Regions from separate parts of the Mus musculus genome. Here all the other regions are linked to region 1. Evidence: chromatin contacts called from public Hi-C, HiCAR-type and HiChIP or PLAC-seq data. All regions are on one chromosome and are shown on one strand. Each heading gives the region's core, a stretch centred on a gene start, on an enhancer-like site or on the middle of the called end of the contact. The rest is flanking DNA. Distances are from core to core; before and after follow the strand shown. Region 1 holds the start of Edn1 (endothelin 1). Region 2 overlaps Adtrp (androgen dependent TFPI regulating protein). Region 3 holds the start of Phactr1 (phosphatase and actin regulator 1). Region 4 has its middle 65 kb from the start of Phactr1. Region 5 has its middle 12 kb from the start of Gm28707.

Region 1 (2,611 bases), core at 72-2,571:
ATTGAGTCTATTTTGGCCTCTACTCCCAGGGAAAACTGAAGTCAAACAAGACGGGATGAAGAAGGGACCTTTGTGGTAGCATCCTAGGGAAACCACTCTGCGTGGATCCTGTGTGTTGTTTCCAGCTTATGGGCATTCCGGGAGCTTGTTGAAAAAAGCCAACGTGTTTTCTGTGTGTTTTGCTTTATTCATGAAGACATGTTGTCACTTGTGCCTTAATAACCCATGGACACCTGGGGGAGGGAGTCTTTCATGGTAAAATAGACAGGAAACTGTTTGGAAAATGTAAACACGTTATTAAAGGGTGAGGTATGATCTGATGCACATATTCAGCATCGGCAGTCCTTCCCTCCCCACACCCCCCTTGTAGCTTTCTAATCAAGCACAGACCGCAGGTTTGCCCGAGTAAAGAAGCAAAGTGATGTGGAGGAGACTCTGGAAAGTCGGGGAAGGGAATAATGGAATGCCCTGAAGCCACCTCTCTTTAGTATGTGAGGCGCCCCTTCTCTGCCTGGCCACAGCTTGTTACTAATCATTTAGAAGCCGAGGCTTTAGTTGTTTTATCTTATTAAAGCATAAGCCCCTGCAGCTCTCCATCTCCCCCTGGCGGTCGTCTCTGCCATTTCTCAAGATCCTTCGCGATAGCAGCAATTCCCAGGGAGAGGCTGGGCACAAGAAATATTGGAGGGCGAGTGTGTGTGTGTGTGTGTGTGTGTGTGTGTGTGTGTGTGTGTGTACGTGTACTTCTGATCGGCGATACTAGGGAGATAAGGATGTACCTGACAAAACCACATTGTTGTTGTTATCATTATTATTTAGTTTTCCTTCCTTGCTAACTCCTGACGGAATCTTTCTCACCTCAAATGCGAAGTACTTTAGTTTAGAAAAGACTTGGTGGAAGGGGTGGTGGTGGAAAAGTAGGGTGATCTTCCAAACTAATCTGGTTCCCCGCCCGCCCCAGTAGCTGGGATTCAAGAGCGAAGAGTGGGGATCGTCCCCTTGTTTGATCAGAAAGACATAAAAGGAAAATCAAGTGAACAATGATCAGCCCCACCTCCACCCCACCCCCCTGCGCGCGCACAATACAATCTATTTAATTGTACTTCATACTTTTCATTCCAATGGGGTGACTTTGCTTCTGGAGAAACTCTTGATTCTTGAACTCTGGGGCTGGCAGCTAGCAAAAGGGGAAGCGGGCTGCTGCTCTCTGCAGGTTCTGCAGCGGTCTCTGTCTAGTGGGTGTTTTCTTTTTCTTAGCCCTGCCCCTGGATTGTCAGACGGCGGGCGTCTGCCTCTGAAGTTAGCCGTGATTTCCTCTAGAGCCGGGTCTTATCTCTGGCTGCACGTTGCCTGTGGGTGACTAATCACACAATAACATTGTTTAGGGCTGGAATAAAGTCAGAGCTGTTTACCCCCACTCTATAGGGGTTCAATATAAAAAGGCGGCGGAGAACTGTCCGAGTCAGAAGCGTTCCTGCACCGGCGCTGAGAGCCTGACCCGGTCTGCTCCGCTGTCCTTGCGCGCTGCCTCCCGGCTGCCCGCGACGCTTTCGCCCCAGTGGAAGGGCCACTTGCTGAGGACCGCGCTGAGATCTAAAAAAAAAACAAAAAACAAAAAACAAAAAAACCCAGAGGCGATCAGAGCGACCAGACACCGTCCTCTTCGTTTTGCATTGAGTTCCATTTGCAACCGAGTTTTCTTTTTTTCCTTTTTCCCCACTCTTCTGACCCCTTTGCAGAATGGATTATTTTCCCGTGATCTTCTCTCTGCTGTTCGTGACTTTCCAAGGAGCTCCAGAAACAGGTAGGCGCCACTTGCGAATCTTTCTACTTCAGCGCAGCGCAGTTATCGCTTCTGTTTTCCACTTTTCTTTCTTTCTTTTCTTTCATTCTTTCCTTTTTATTTATTTTTTTAATTACTGAAGCTCCAGCAGCAAGTGCCTTACAATTAATTAACTTCTGTGTGAAGCGAAAGAAATAAAACCCCTGTTTGAATACAACTGACTACAACCGAGTATCGCATAGCTTCAAAATAACGTTGTAGCAGTACAGCTGAAGCAAAAATCTATTTTGAAATAAGTGTGTTTAGGGTTGCACGGTTCATTTAGGGGCTTATTCAAACGTTGTCTTGATAGTGCGCTAATGTGTAAAATATTGAAACACTCCAACTTAAAGCCAAGGAATTTTATTCGGGTCATGCAGGCACACCGTGAGCAGGGAAATCACCTGCCGATCAACCATGCGCTGAATAACCCCGCAGGCGGTTTCAGGGCGAAGCACATGCTTTCTTTAAAATTTGTCACTATTGACTTAAGGTTTCATTTGGCAGGTTTTTGGCATCTTCAAACACTGTGAGCTCTATTGCAGTTGTATTCACCTGTCCTGGGAGGGGAGCCGGGATCATTCCTGCCTGATTAAGGAATTAGACAGTACGGGCCACAGCTGGTTCTTTTCTCCTCCCATCCTGTTTTTTGAGGGTCAGTGCCCTCTTTTTGTCTTTTCATGACCCTAAGCAAAGAGAAAGGATGTCAAAAGGGTGAAAGCCCTGGAATGTGTCTGATCGTTTGGAATGAACAAAATCGAGCAGATAAACTGCGCGGCGATGCTGTGT
Region 2 (2,611 bases), core at 61-2,560, 490 kb before region 1:
CCGAAATAAATAAATAAATAAATATTCATCAGCTTTACTTCATGCTTCTCATGCTATCCCATGAAGACAAAAAAAAAGTGCTAAGCACACAAATTTGATTTTTAAAAAAATGAATAGCATAGCTATTGATTTTTGTCTTTTGTTTTGAGCTACAACATATTGCCTATGAACGAGGAACCTATGTATAGTTATATTGGCTATTCTTATCCTGAGAACAACATTCACTGGAATGTGAAAGGTCTGAGGCCTTCTTAAATAGTGCATTAATTTAATGGATATTTGTGTTAGCCCTGAGAAATGGCTTGAAGACTCACTCATATTCATAGGAGATGTCCCTAAAAGTTTGAAAACACAGAGACATGGAGACATGTCTAGGCTGTGAGTTACTGTGTGGGAAGAGTGCAGGTGGAGGATGAGGAATCAGGAGGGAGACACAGGGGTTACAAGGCCTGGAAACCAAGGTCAGCCATCAGTGGCTGACATGTCCAGGATGGATCTAGTTTATTCCTTAGGATTCACACACTGACACTGAGCCCAAACAACTCCGACAGAGCTAATGGGTGGGAGAGAGAAATCCGAGACAATGCCTGTAGGTTATCCAGCTGTACTTCCGGTTCCCAGGACATATTTGTCAGGTAAGAATCATATGCTAATACCAGAGCATGTTACCATGTAAGCCAGTGTTATGTGTTAATATTTACTGCTCTTCTCTCTCTCTCTCTCTCTCTCTCTCTCTCTACAGGCTCAATCAGGCTTCAAAATCACTGGGTGCGAAAACTCTTGTCAAATGTTACTCGCACCATCTGTGTTACCTAACTTCCTTCACTATAACAAACTATAGGAGAGACACAATTTGGAAGATGAAGGGTTGACTTGGGCTTGTGTTTTTAGTCCTTGCTGATGAAGCAAAGCATCATGGTAGAAAGTTGCTGGGGAGGGGGCAGAACAAGGCTGCTTTCCCCCAGCAGCCAGGAAGCATGAGAATGGAAAGCTAGACACGAGACATTCTTCAAAGGCACACACCCCTGGCCCACTTCCTCTAAGTCAGCCCAGCTCTTAACAGCCATGACTTTATGAATCTCTTGATCCAGCCACCCCTCAGCAGCACCAGCACTGAGGGCCAGTCCATCCATCCATGAACACATATGCCCTCGAGAGGGACTGGGTAGTTTCAGGCACCACACACATCCCAGGGCTTAATAATTATTTCCCAATGAACAAAGGACAGTGGGGCCAGTAACCGAGCCGCTGTATTGGGTCTTTCCTCTAATCAAAGAGCCAGCTTTCTTGTCTTTTAATTGGAGGTTGTTTCTAAGGTCCCATTCATACCTACTGAGTTTGATGGGTCTCAGGCTGTGGTTGTGGGATTCAGAGAAGCATGAGGGGGTCCTGGCTGGGATTCGTATATTTTACATGATAATGACTTCCATTTATGCTGCCTTTGGCTGTTTTTAAAGTACTTGGGCCCATTCTCGATAATTATGCATGCTTTTCAAACGCAGCAAAGCTTAGAAGGAACTCTGATCTATTCCAGCCCTCTTTCCAACTTGAACAATTCAGGTTGATTTCCAGAGAAATCCTTTCTCCTGCTTCCCTCCGACACGCAAGAGAGGGTCATTATTTCTCCGTTCCTGAATCCTCTTCCTGCTATTTAAATCTGTCTGCTCTGGTTCTATCTTTAGTAAGCATTTAGATAGGACCTGAGGAGTTAATGCTTTCCTGGCAAGCCCTGAAGTATGAGTACTCTGTTCTGTTTCTTCCTTTAAGAAGGCCAGAGAACTGCTGCTCAGCAATAACACAGTCGGGTTGATCTACTTCACTCAAGGCAGCAAGGCTCTCACCAGCTCAGGCAGTCTGTCCACAGTGGTGGATGGAGAGGACTATTTGGACCAAAAATGTGATGGGGGGACAGGAATATGTCTGCTGAACACTCAGTGACAGTCAGCTCTGAAGGGTCCTATGGGAACCACACATCTCAAGGGAGTCAGAAGCACTGGGCAGGAAGATCGCAAAGACTCAATTAGTTCCAAAGCATCTAGAAATATACAGCATCGGAATAGAGTGCCATAAACCTGGGAACAACACCAAAGATAATGATGATAAACAGTTGCAAGAAGAAAGCTAGCCTCCGGCCGGGAGTGGTGGCGCATGCCTTTAATCCCAGCACTCGGGAGGCAGAGGCAGGCAGATTTCTGAGTTCGAGGCCAGCCTGGTCTACAAAGTGAGCTCCAGGACAGCCAGGGCTATACAGAGAAACCCTGTCTCGAAAAACCAAAAAAAAAAAAAAAAAAAAAAAAAAGAAAAGAAAGCTAGCCTCCAGTCAGCAGGAGGGATACTGTAAAGTAAAAAGGACCTGCCAGGACAATGATGTGCTGCTAATGCTGCAGTCATTCTATGGCAGAGAGAAAAGCATGGCAGTATAGGGCAGGATTCACTCCAGGGAATAGTTTGCCTCACACAGAAGCACTTAGGCCAGATGTTCAGGAGACTGCCCATCATCCTTCTGGTCCCAGTTTCCTGGTTCTGAATCATTTTCTTTAGGTTGTCTTATATGGGCACTGGCAAAATGGGAAGTGTTAACAAATTGACCTGTAAGGTACTCAGCTTCCCA
Region 3 (2,611 bases), core at 31-2,530, 380 kb after region 1:
TTTCTCTCTCCACTCCCCCTCCCCCTGTGTCTCTCTCTGTCACCTATGAGTCATTATAATTCCAGTAGAAGCACAATAGAGGGTTAGAACCTGTCGCCCACACCCTACTGTAAGTGAAAAGAACCAGAAGACAGCTTTCTCTTCTTGTAAATGTCAAGTGTTCACCTGTCTCTATTGAGGGCTGAATAGCAATGCAACCTTAAAGCTCAAAGGCCTGGGGTCTGAGCAAAGCTTTGCACATTCAGAGACCAAGCTGCCTTCTCTACAAGGCCTTTCTGATTGATCATTACATTTAGGTCTCCCACGAGGCTGATCTCTCTATAGCACTAACTTGGTACCCGGTTTTCTCTGATGGAAGGGGAGAGCCCACCCTATTATTGACCCACAAGATAGTCAGCAAGGCATTCCCTGATTTCTCTTTTCGGAGACAACCCCTTAACCCACCAAAGGCAAGGTAGAATGGGAAAGGAAAGGACAATTTTCAAAGTCAGTTGTCAGTCACTCTCTAGCACTTGTCCTCTGGCTGAGCTATGGACATGGGCAAGAGGAGTCTGATCTTCCTTCCAAGTCCTTGCAAGCAAGCATGGCTTCTCTTGTATTAACATCCTATCCTGATGCTACCCACTACCCTGTACTAATCATCACTTCTGCTTGGTCCATACAAGGTGGAAGAAGGTTACAGAAAACACATACGGGGGCATGGCTGGATTAACATTACAGCTTTAAGAACATATCTCAAAGTCTCATGCTTACAAGTCCTTCCTGGGGAGCAGTAAGAGGATCTCATACCAGGCTAATGTGAGGGACACAACCAAAGCATCTTTTTTGCTGTGGAGATAATAAATCTGTTGCATTCAGGAAAGAAGAGAGCATTTGGGCATTTTGAAGATCTGACCATGCACAGACAAAAAGAGGGAGAGTGAAAGCCTTCTGTATTTCTCTCCAGAATGTAGCTCGCACTTTTAATTGCCCACCTTGTTTGGCAGCTCAGAAGGAAATGGCAGGGCACCAAACCCTATCCTACCAGGAGCAGCCTTCAGGATTAGCAAGTACTCCACACCTTGGAGAGCCTAGGAGACAGGAGAATCATTTTAAATGCAAATTAAATTGAGGGGGTAGCAGAAAAGAACACATAAAAGACGGTAAAACAAAACCTTTCAATTTTCTTAAATTAGCAGGCTAATGCGTTCTAAAGAGCGGCCCCACTTAGATCCCGGCTTTGGGGGGAGGGGGCATTTCATCACAATATAAAACCCGACAGATCCATCATTCCCCTCCACCCAGTGCTCTTGACTGGAGATTGAAGGGAAAATTAGAAGCTGTTCATTTGGGCTCACAGGCTCAGCAGCCCTGCTCAGCTTGCCCGCCGCTCACTGACAGCGTCCTGTTGAAGGGGGCACAAGTGCTGGTGAGTATCCCCTAACTTTGAGAATTCTTCCCTTCGTGCGTCTTTCTGGCTGTGTTGCCTTGGGTGGGCTAGGTAGGGGTTGTCTCCCAGAGGGTCTGCGTTATAATGCGGCTTTCAAAATATGGGAAATTTCAGACAGCTTTTAAGCTGTTTCTAGGGACAGAAGGAAAGAGTTATTTTCAGCCTAGGTGCCGGTGACTGTTTTTGTGTATTAATTATAATGGGAATGTTCACTGAACATACTATATTGCCAGTTAAATAGCCTTTCTCCATCACCCTACCCCATTCAGCAGAAAGATAGAGACAGGTGCTCCAACATGGTCTAAACACTACAGACCTCCCCACTGTTTAATCATTTACCATGTATTTTGTTCTTACTGCAAAGCAGACTGGGATTTGAGATCGCAAAAATAGATTATTAAAGCAGAAATTCTGATTTTTAAATAACCGGTGAGATCTCCGCTTTAAGAGGTGGGAGAGTAGACTGTGAATGGCCCTGGATGATGCAAAATCTTCATGTAGATTTTGATGGTTCCCTGCCAAAGTTTTACATGGGAAAGTGGTAATTTCCTTCCTTCGCAGAGGAGGGCGTGGAGAGGCTGGAACTGGCGTCACCTTCGGTTGCTAAGGTAACCTGTTCTGGCCATTTTATCTGATAGAGAAAGTCCAGTGGACAGAATACATTATTCATCACTGATCTAATCAGATAATCAAAACTGTTTACTTTCGCTGGGAATATTTAATAAGATCGAAGGCAGCTGGTTGAAACTGCTCATTTGTTCTATCGACGGCCCTTGGTTTTACATGTTTTTACAGTAAGTATTCTTTGCTGTTGGGGTACCTTTGGCTATTTTTTTTTTTTAAAGTTTCCTCTTATCAGACTTGGTTTCTCAGATGAGAGTGTGCAGACTTAGGAAGCAAGTGATTGCTTTAGCCTTCAGAATCTGATTTTTAAAGACTTCCTCTTGTTCCTCCTTTGAAATATAATAGTGCAGAAATAGAGATAGATCTTCTGTGCCAGTATCAGGGGTAACTGCATGGGCTCCGTGAGAAGGGGCTGGCTGGTTTTCATGCCAGGCTAGTGCATGCTATAGGAAACACGGCAAGGCTGTGATGTTTGCCGCTGCTGCACGAACCACGGTTCTGTATCAAAAACAGCCTATACCGGGCATGGGCAGATGAGCCAGTAGCACTGTATAGAAT
Region 4 (2,611 bases), core at 66-2,565, 310 kb after region 1:
ATACTAATACATGGAGAGTCAGCAAGCACTGAGAGCAGATCCTTAAGTATTATCATATACACATAGTATATGATAATATACTGTAAGTATACGAATGAAGAGTGTGATTATTAGCTTGACTAGGAAACATGGTCAACATGTATACCAAAACAGTCCCTAACCCCATCCTAAACATCTGTCCATACCCCCACAGTTAAGTGTAGTCTTCACTCCTCATCAAGGAAACTTCTTTGCAACCATCAGAGACCATCACAGAAAACCTAACCAGTAGAAATACTGAATTATGGAGCACAGTCCCAATGGATACATCTACAGGGCAACTCTTGCACCTAAGGCTTTTGGATCATTGCAGAAGATGGGGCAGAAAGATTGTAAATGGTAGAGGATATGATATGAGGGAGTTTGCTGTGAGATTGTGTCTTCTAGGAATGTCAGAAGCTACACTTATCAAGTCTCACCAACATGACTGCCTAAACAGAAGCTGAAGAAGGGTAACAATAAATGCACCATCATTGACAACAGGAGAAAGCTCAGGAGACATCAACCCTACACAAAGATCTACAGTCAACCAAAGAATGCTGAGGGCAAGTGGAATCATCTTCCAAAGAGGAAGAGCATACTAATTGGTTACCCAATGTTGAATAGTCAACCCTGGGAACACACACAAATAAGTAACTTTATACAGACTGAGCAAGCTGTATTTATGTGGGGAAAAAAAGAGACCATGCATTTGACAAAGAGCAAAGAGGGTTGTATGGGAGGGGTTGAGAGGACAGAAGAGGAGGGGAAAGATGGTGTTCTATAATAATTTCAAAAGATAAAAGGAATACTTTTCAAAAACATAATACCTGTTCCAAATCTATAGACTTTTGTGGGTTATACAAATCTCAATAAAACCAAAAAGTAGACTTATTATTGTTGTTATTATTGTATTATAATCCATCACAACAAATAAAGTCCATATATTACATGTATTTAACTTTTCTGTCGGTTTCCAAGAAGTACTGACAATGTACTTGTGTCTGACTTTTTATAAGTAAACAAAGGGCTGGCTATCACAACACAAGTACAGCTCTCTAAGAAGAGCCAGTGACAAGGCTGTATACTACCAAATGGTTTATACTGCCCATCATTGTGTGTGCAATTTTGTCTGCTGGTGTATACTAACTGCACTATGACATTTTCCTAAGAGCTTCTAAGTCTTTAATGGCCCCTATACATTGTCTGATTTGTTTGTTTATACTGCCGTGATGGTTTCAATATCAGCCAGTGCACAGCCTAAGTCAAGGGAGTATTTCCAGAAAGATGACGGAAGGCATCTGTGTTCTGCCTCTTGCACCTGCTCCTGCAGATAGCTCGGCACAGCATCTGTGTGCATGCTAAATGAGGACACTTGTTTTATTTGAGACTATGTGATCATCCTTTCCCTTGCCTTTATCAATAGTTATGTTTCATTTTAATCAGTGGTCTTCGGTGCTTTTTCTCTTGAGTTGCGTCTGCCCAAGACACAAACTCAGGGTGGACTTTAGATAAAACTCTTAAAGACAACCTTTGTCTCCATGTCCCAGTTGACCCAATTTGTTTTGTTAAACTTAGTCACCCCTGCCAGCTCCCACTTCTTCCCTCCAGTCCCCAAAGCAAACTGTATCTGCATCACCGCTCTCATGTAACTCAGAATAAATTGTCTGAGAAGAGGTGACTGATGGCTATAACTCCCCACAACCTCCCTGTGTTGGTGTAACTACTCAAAGGAATGACTGACTATCAAAACCCAATGCCTGCCACTCTCTCAGAAAGCCATCTCCAGAGTGGCATCTTTAATCTAAGAAAGACATTTGTTTCCATTTTTGCCAAGTCACAAGGTTAACGTGGTCATCTTGAATGCAAAGTTGAGTGCTACACCATTCCAACCATTGTGAATTTCAACGGTGGCTACCATTTAAATAGGCCTTGCAAAATAAATGAACGGTAAAGCCAAAATACAAAGATCTTCCACTCTTGTCATAGGCTATGCAAGTCACATCTGCTCATGTCCTGCCAATGTACATTGGGTACCTGTACAAAAATAAACAGCAAAGGCTTTATGAATAGGATTATTTCATGTAGGGCCCATATCATCTAGTTGCTAAGATCCTGTAAATTAGTGAAAGGATAGTGATTCTCAGTCCATGAAAGGAAATTGTAGTTCAAATATCTATTAAGTGGCCTTAAGTAAGTCACTTAGCCTGAGTCAGGTTCCAGGAATTGGGAACAGGACACAGCACCAAACACTGCTGAAGCCACAAGAAGACAAAACAGCCTGCCATGTATCAGATGCTCTTAAAGGTAACTTTTGATGGCCCTGGCCTGCATCATTTGCCTGAAGGGGGAAGTGTCTAAGGCCTTCTCAGAATCCTAGAAGCCCACCCCAGAGGCTGAGCCACACCCTGCCCACTGCCCACTGCCCACTGCCCACTGCCCACTGCCCACTGATATCCAGCTTCTGAATTTCTAAGCTCGATTTGCAAATTTTTAGGTGAAGAGTGTTCAGGCTGGTCTTAAATAGCTATCGGCACTTCACACTAAGAGAGAAAAACAGGGCAGAAAAACACTTTTCATAAAGATTCTGTGC
Region 5 (2,611 bases), core at 66-2,565, 270 kb before region 1:
TAACAGAATGTGTACCCCTTATTTCAGATGTCTGACTTAACCTGCTCACTGCCCCATGTTATTGAGATGGACGTCTTTATCTTTTAATAGGGCTAGTCATTGGGCATACATTGGGAAGCAGTTAATGCTTTGTTCTAAAATCTCCATCCTACTGAGTGCTGCATGAATTGCCTTATCTACTTCCTGTTGCTTTTTAACCATTGTTGATTTCCCTTCTTCCTGACTGGGTCTTCGATTCATCCTTCGGTTTCCCCTCCACTACATTGAAAGAGTGATAAATTCATTGATTATCGTTACAGTGGTTAGTCTCAAGAAACAAACAAGGAGTACTAACTTATCCAAGTCTAGAACCAATCAATCACTTTTCTTTAAGGGAAATGTATGAAATTAGAACACTCTCACTCCACTTGTCTTATTTTAAGAATCGTTGCTTTTGGTTACTATGTGTTTCTGTAATAGGTTTAAATGTGCTCAGAAATTACACTGAAGTTGCAGGTTAAAGGGTTTTTTGTTTTTTTGGTTTTTTTCCTCTTCTATTGTTTCCTGCAGTAAACAGAGAAGTGGGTGATTAAAAAAGGGATTTCCTGTATTGTTCCATCTTAGTTGCCGTTTTTTAAACCAACAACTCATTTCAGAAATTTGTTATTGTTTTCATTGGCCGTGCCCTATCGTTGATGGTCTTTATGGGTTTCTTAGAAACTCCACTATATAAAACAGAAAGCCAGTATTTCTCTCATTGGCTGCTTAGCCCTTTGCTTGCATTATTTTTCAATTTCTCCCATCATGTTCTAGATCCTGGTTTTTTTTTGTTTTTTGTTTTTTGTTTTTTTTTCTGCTTAGTTAGTCTTGTGACTTGCTTTGACCAACGATCTTATAATCAGGCTCACTTTTTAACAGGTAGTGACTATAGCAGGATATGAGACGATCCCAGTGAAGCTGTCTTAGGCCAGCCAGGCCCAGCCAAACTCACAGCCAACCAGATACACATGTGAACCCAGTAGAGACCACAAGTGCCTTCGTGATTGTAGGCTAAGCAAACGATTATTATTTTAGGCTACTGCTAACTGTTAAGTCCTTCCTTATTCAGAACTTTTACTGTCAGGAAAAAAAAAGGAGAAAGGAAAAGCTTAGATGTTTTTCAGTTTTGTCAGATTAGAATTCTAGCAATCCAGAATAGTGCAGGGGGGAGGGGTGCTAGGGGGAGAGAGGCAATGACATGTGTGTCACCAACATGCTAAAGTTGTCCTGTACTAGTGGATCTTTTTCTTAAACAGTAATTCTTGGGGGAAAATGCGACAGCATTTTAAATCATTAGTGAGTCACCATGGTGGTTTCATTTTGTGGGATATTGCTAGTCATACTCTTGGTTTATTTAACGTCAAGTTCTTGTTGGGCAAAGCAGTTACCAATTATAACACTAAAACTGCAGAAAAACATGATTTATTTACAGCTCTCAGGGGTTTCTGCATACATACAGCAGACGCTTTTATGTATTAGTAACCTGTATAGGAGGAATTTAGACTATGTGCTGGAAGGACCTGGATTGGTCTCATTTTTAAGCAGGAGGAAGAAGCTCCAGGCAATGGTGCCTTACAACTTCAGGGGGATGGGGAGAGTGAGGAGTAAAAAAATGGAAGCAAATACTTTAAGTATAAAACCGAGAGAGAGTCTAGAAAAAGGAATGAAAGAAATGGGGTGGGGGTGGAGGTAGGGGTCGGGGTTAGGGAAGTGTTTGTGTGATGTTTTGGTCCTGTTGAAGGAAGGAAGTTACATATTATGTTAGTCATCTTTAGCTTTGCCTGGATAGAATAAAATCAGAAGAAATTGACATTAAGTAAGGACTGAGGTTTGCCTGCATTCAAAATAAATTCCTAATTGGCCTCATTGTACCAGTCTACAAAATCATAAAATACATTCCATTAGCATTATCCAGTACAACATTAACTCTACACACATCTTAATGGTATTTTTGACATTTCTAAAGGTGCAATTTAAGTCAACATTTACATTAAGAACATTTATGATATAGCTAAAGGAAGAACCACTTAGCTAAAATAATGATCAACATAACAGTTTTCCCCCAGAGACCATATCTAGGTATAGAAAGTATCACTATGTCTGCATAAATATTAACGATAAAGTTTAATAAAATTTTCTGTGTGACTCTGTCCTCAACCTTGACCTATTTTTTTTTCTTTTGAATGACAGGTCTATTATTAAAGAATGTCAAGTTAAAATGTTGTCATTTTACATTAAATGTAGATTCCCTGACCTTCCTTATTTCTTCCCTCATTATCATTGTCCTGTGAACTAAGAAAGAGAAGAAGTCTATCACCAGGCAGCAGAACGGGTGAAACAAAGTCTACATTTGCCAGTTCTATGGTGAAGGGGCAAAAATGGCTTAACAAACACATAATTGGGCAAAGACAAATTCCTAGACTGGCTAACCTAGACACAAGCAAAATATTACACAAAGCAAATCTACCCCTCACCCCCTTTGAAATTCATACAGATAGCTTTCCCATTGGAACTGTATGCGTGTCTGCTGGCAGACAAGCACAGGTAATTGCCTCCAGGTGTTTGCCTGCAGGAAGTCATTGAAATTCAGTGC

What was found. A called contact is a pair of places that touch in the nucleus more often than the background predicts. HiCAR-type assays count read pairs that join an accessible place to other places. HiChIP or PLAC-seq counts read pairs in DNA pulled down with a chosen protein or histone mark.
Region 2: a HiCAR-type map of astrocytes shows a contact between it and region 1, with 2.6 times the contacts expected there. The contact joins the enhancer-like site here to the promoter of Edn1 in region 1. A contact is called at or near these places in 1 of 39 promoter capture datasets (neutrophils), 1 of 15 datasets of contacts at CTCF or cohesin (large pre-B cells), 6 of 115 datasets of contacts at active chromatin or transcription factors (astrocytes, bone marrow-derived macrophages, cardiomyocytes and 3 more) and 1 of 9 other capture datasets (macrophages).
Region 3: a contact with region 1 is called in a Hi-C map of cerebral cortex, with 3 times the contacts expected there. The contact joins the promoter of Phactr1 here to the promoter of Edn1 in region 1. A contact is called at or near these places in 4 of 39 promoter capture datasets (cranial neural crest, hippocampal neurons, liver and 1 more), 2 of 484 Hi-C or Micro-C datasets (cerebral cortex and cortical neurons) and 1 of 9 other capture datasets (adipose tissue).
Region 4: a contact with region 1 is called in a Hi-C map of Sertoli cells, with 8 times the contacts expected there. The contact joins the enhancer-like site here to the promoter of Edn1 in region 1. A contact is called at or near these places in 1 of 39 promoter capture datasets (hippocampal neurons), 1 of 15 datasets of contacts at CTCF or cohesin (the NIH/3T3 cell line), 1 of 484 Hi-C or Micro-C datasets (Sertoli cells), 2 of 115 datasets of contacts at active chromatin or transcription factors (bone marrow-derived macrophages and stem cell-derived neural progenitor cells) and 2 of 9 other capture datasets (adipose tissue and macrophages).
Region 5: an H3K4me3 HiChIP or PLAC-seq map of bone marrow-derived macrophages shows a contact between it and region 1, with 3 times the contacts expected there. The contact joins the enhancer-like site here to the promoter of Edn1 in region 1. A contact is called at or near these places in 1 of 39 promoter capture datasets (macrophages), 13 of 484 Hi-C or Micro-C datasets (Th1 cells, cardiomyocytes, cerebellum and 8 more), 2 of 115 datasets of contacts at active chromatin or transcription factors (bone marrow-derived macrophages and embryonic hindbrain) and 2 of 9 other capture datasets (liver and macrophages).

Annotation. Positions count from the first base shown.
Region 1 is chr13:42,300,155-42,302,765 of GRCm38.p6, forward strand. It overlaps Edn1 (endothelin 1), which reads left to right and starts at 1,322. Exons shown (of 5, transcript NM_010104.4): 1 at 1,322-1,804. The coding sequence starts at 1,741.
Region 2 is chr13:41,806,246-41,808,856 of GRCm38.p6, forward strand. The region is part of intron 4 of Adtrp (androgen dependent TFPI regulating protein); the gene reads right to left. Among named protein-coding and RNA genes, the nearest start is that of Adtrp, 40 kb to the right of the region's middle. Within about 2 kb of position 1,311, at least 26 of the 459 cell types and tissues checked have an H3K27ac peak or open chromatin away from gene starts, as enhancers often do. A contact at or near this core is called in astrocytes and microglia, where this site is marked.
Region 3 is chr13:42,679,519-42,682,129 of GRCm38.p6, forward strand. Phactr1 (phosphatase and actin regulator 1) reads left to right here and starts at 1,281. Exons shown (of 14, transcript NM_001302635.1): 1 at 1,281-1,408.
Region 4 is chr13:42,614,691-42,617,301 of GRCm38.p6, forward strand. No RefSeq gene overlaps it. Among named protein-coding and RNA genes, the nearest start is that of Phactr1, 65 kb to the right of the region's middle. Within about 2 kb of position 1,316, at least 13 of the 459 cell types and tissues checked have an H3K27ac peak or open chromatin away from gene starts, as enhancers often do. A contact at or near this core is called in Sertoli cells and hippocampal neurons, where this site is marked.
Region 5 is chr13:42,034,111-42,036,721 of GRCm38.p6, forward strand. No RefSeq gene overlaps it. Among named protein-coding and RNA genes, the nearest start is that of Gm28707, 12 kb to the right of the region's middle. Within about 2 kb of position 1,316, at least 8 of the 459 cell types and tissues checked have an H3K27ac peak or open chromatin away from gene starts, as enhancers often do. A contact at or near this core is called in bone marrow-derived macrophages, where this site is marked.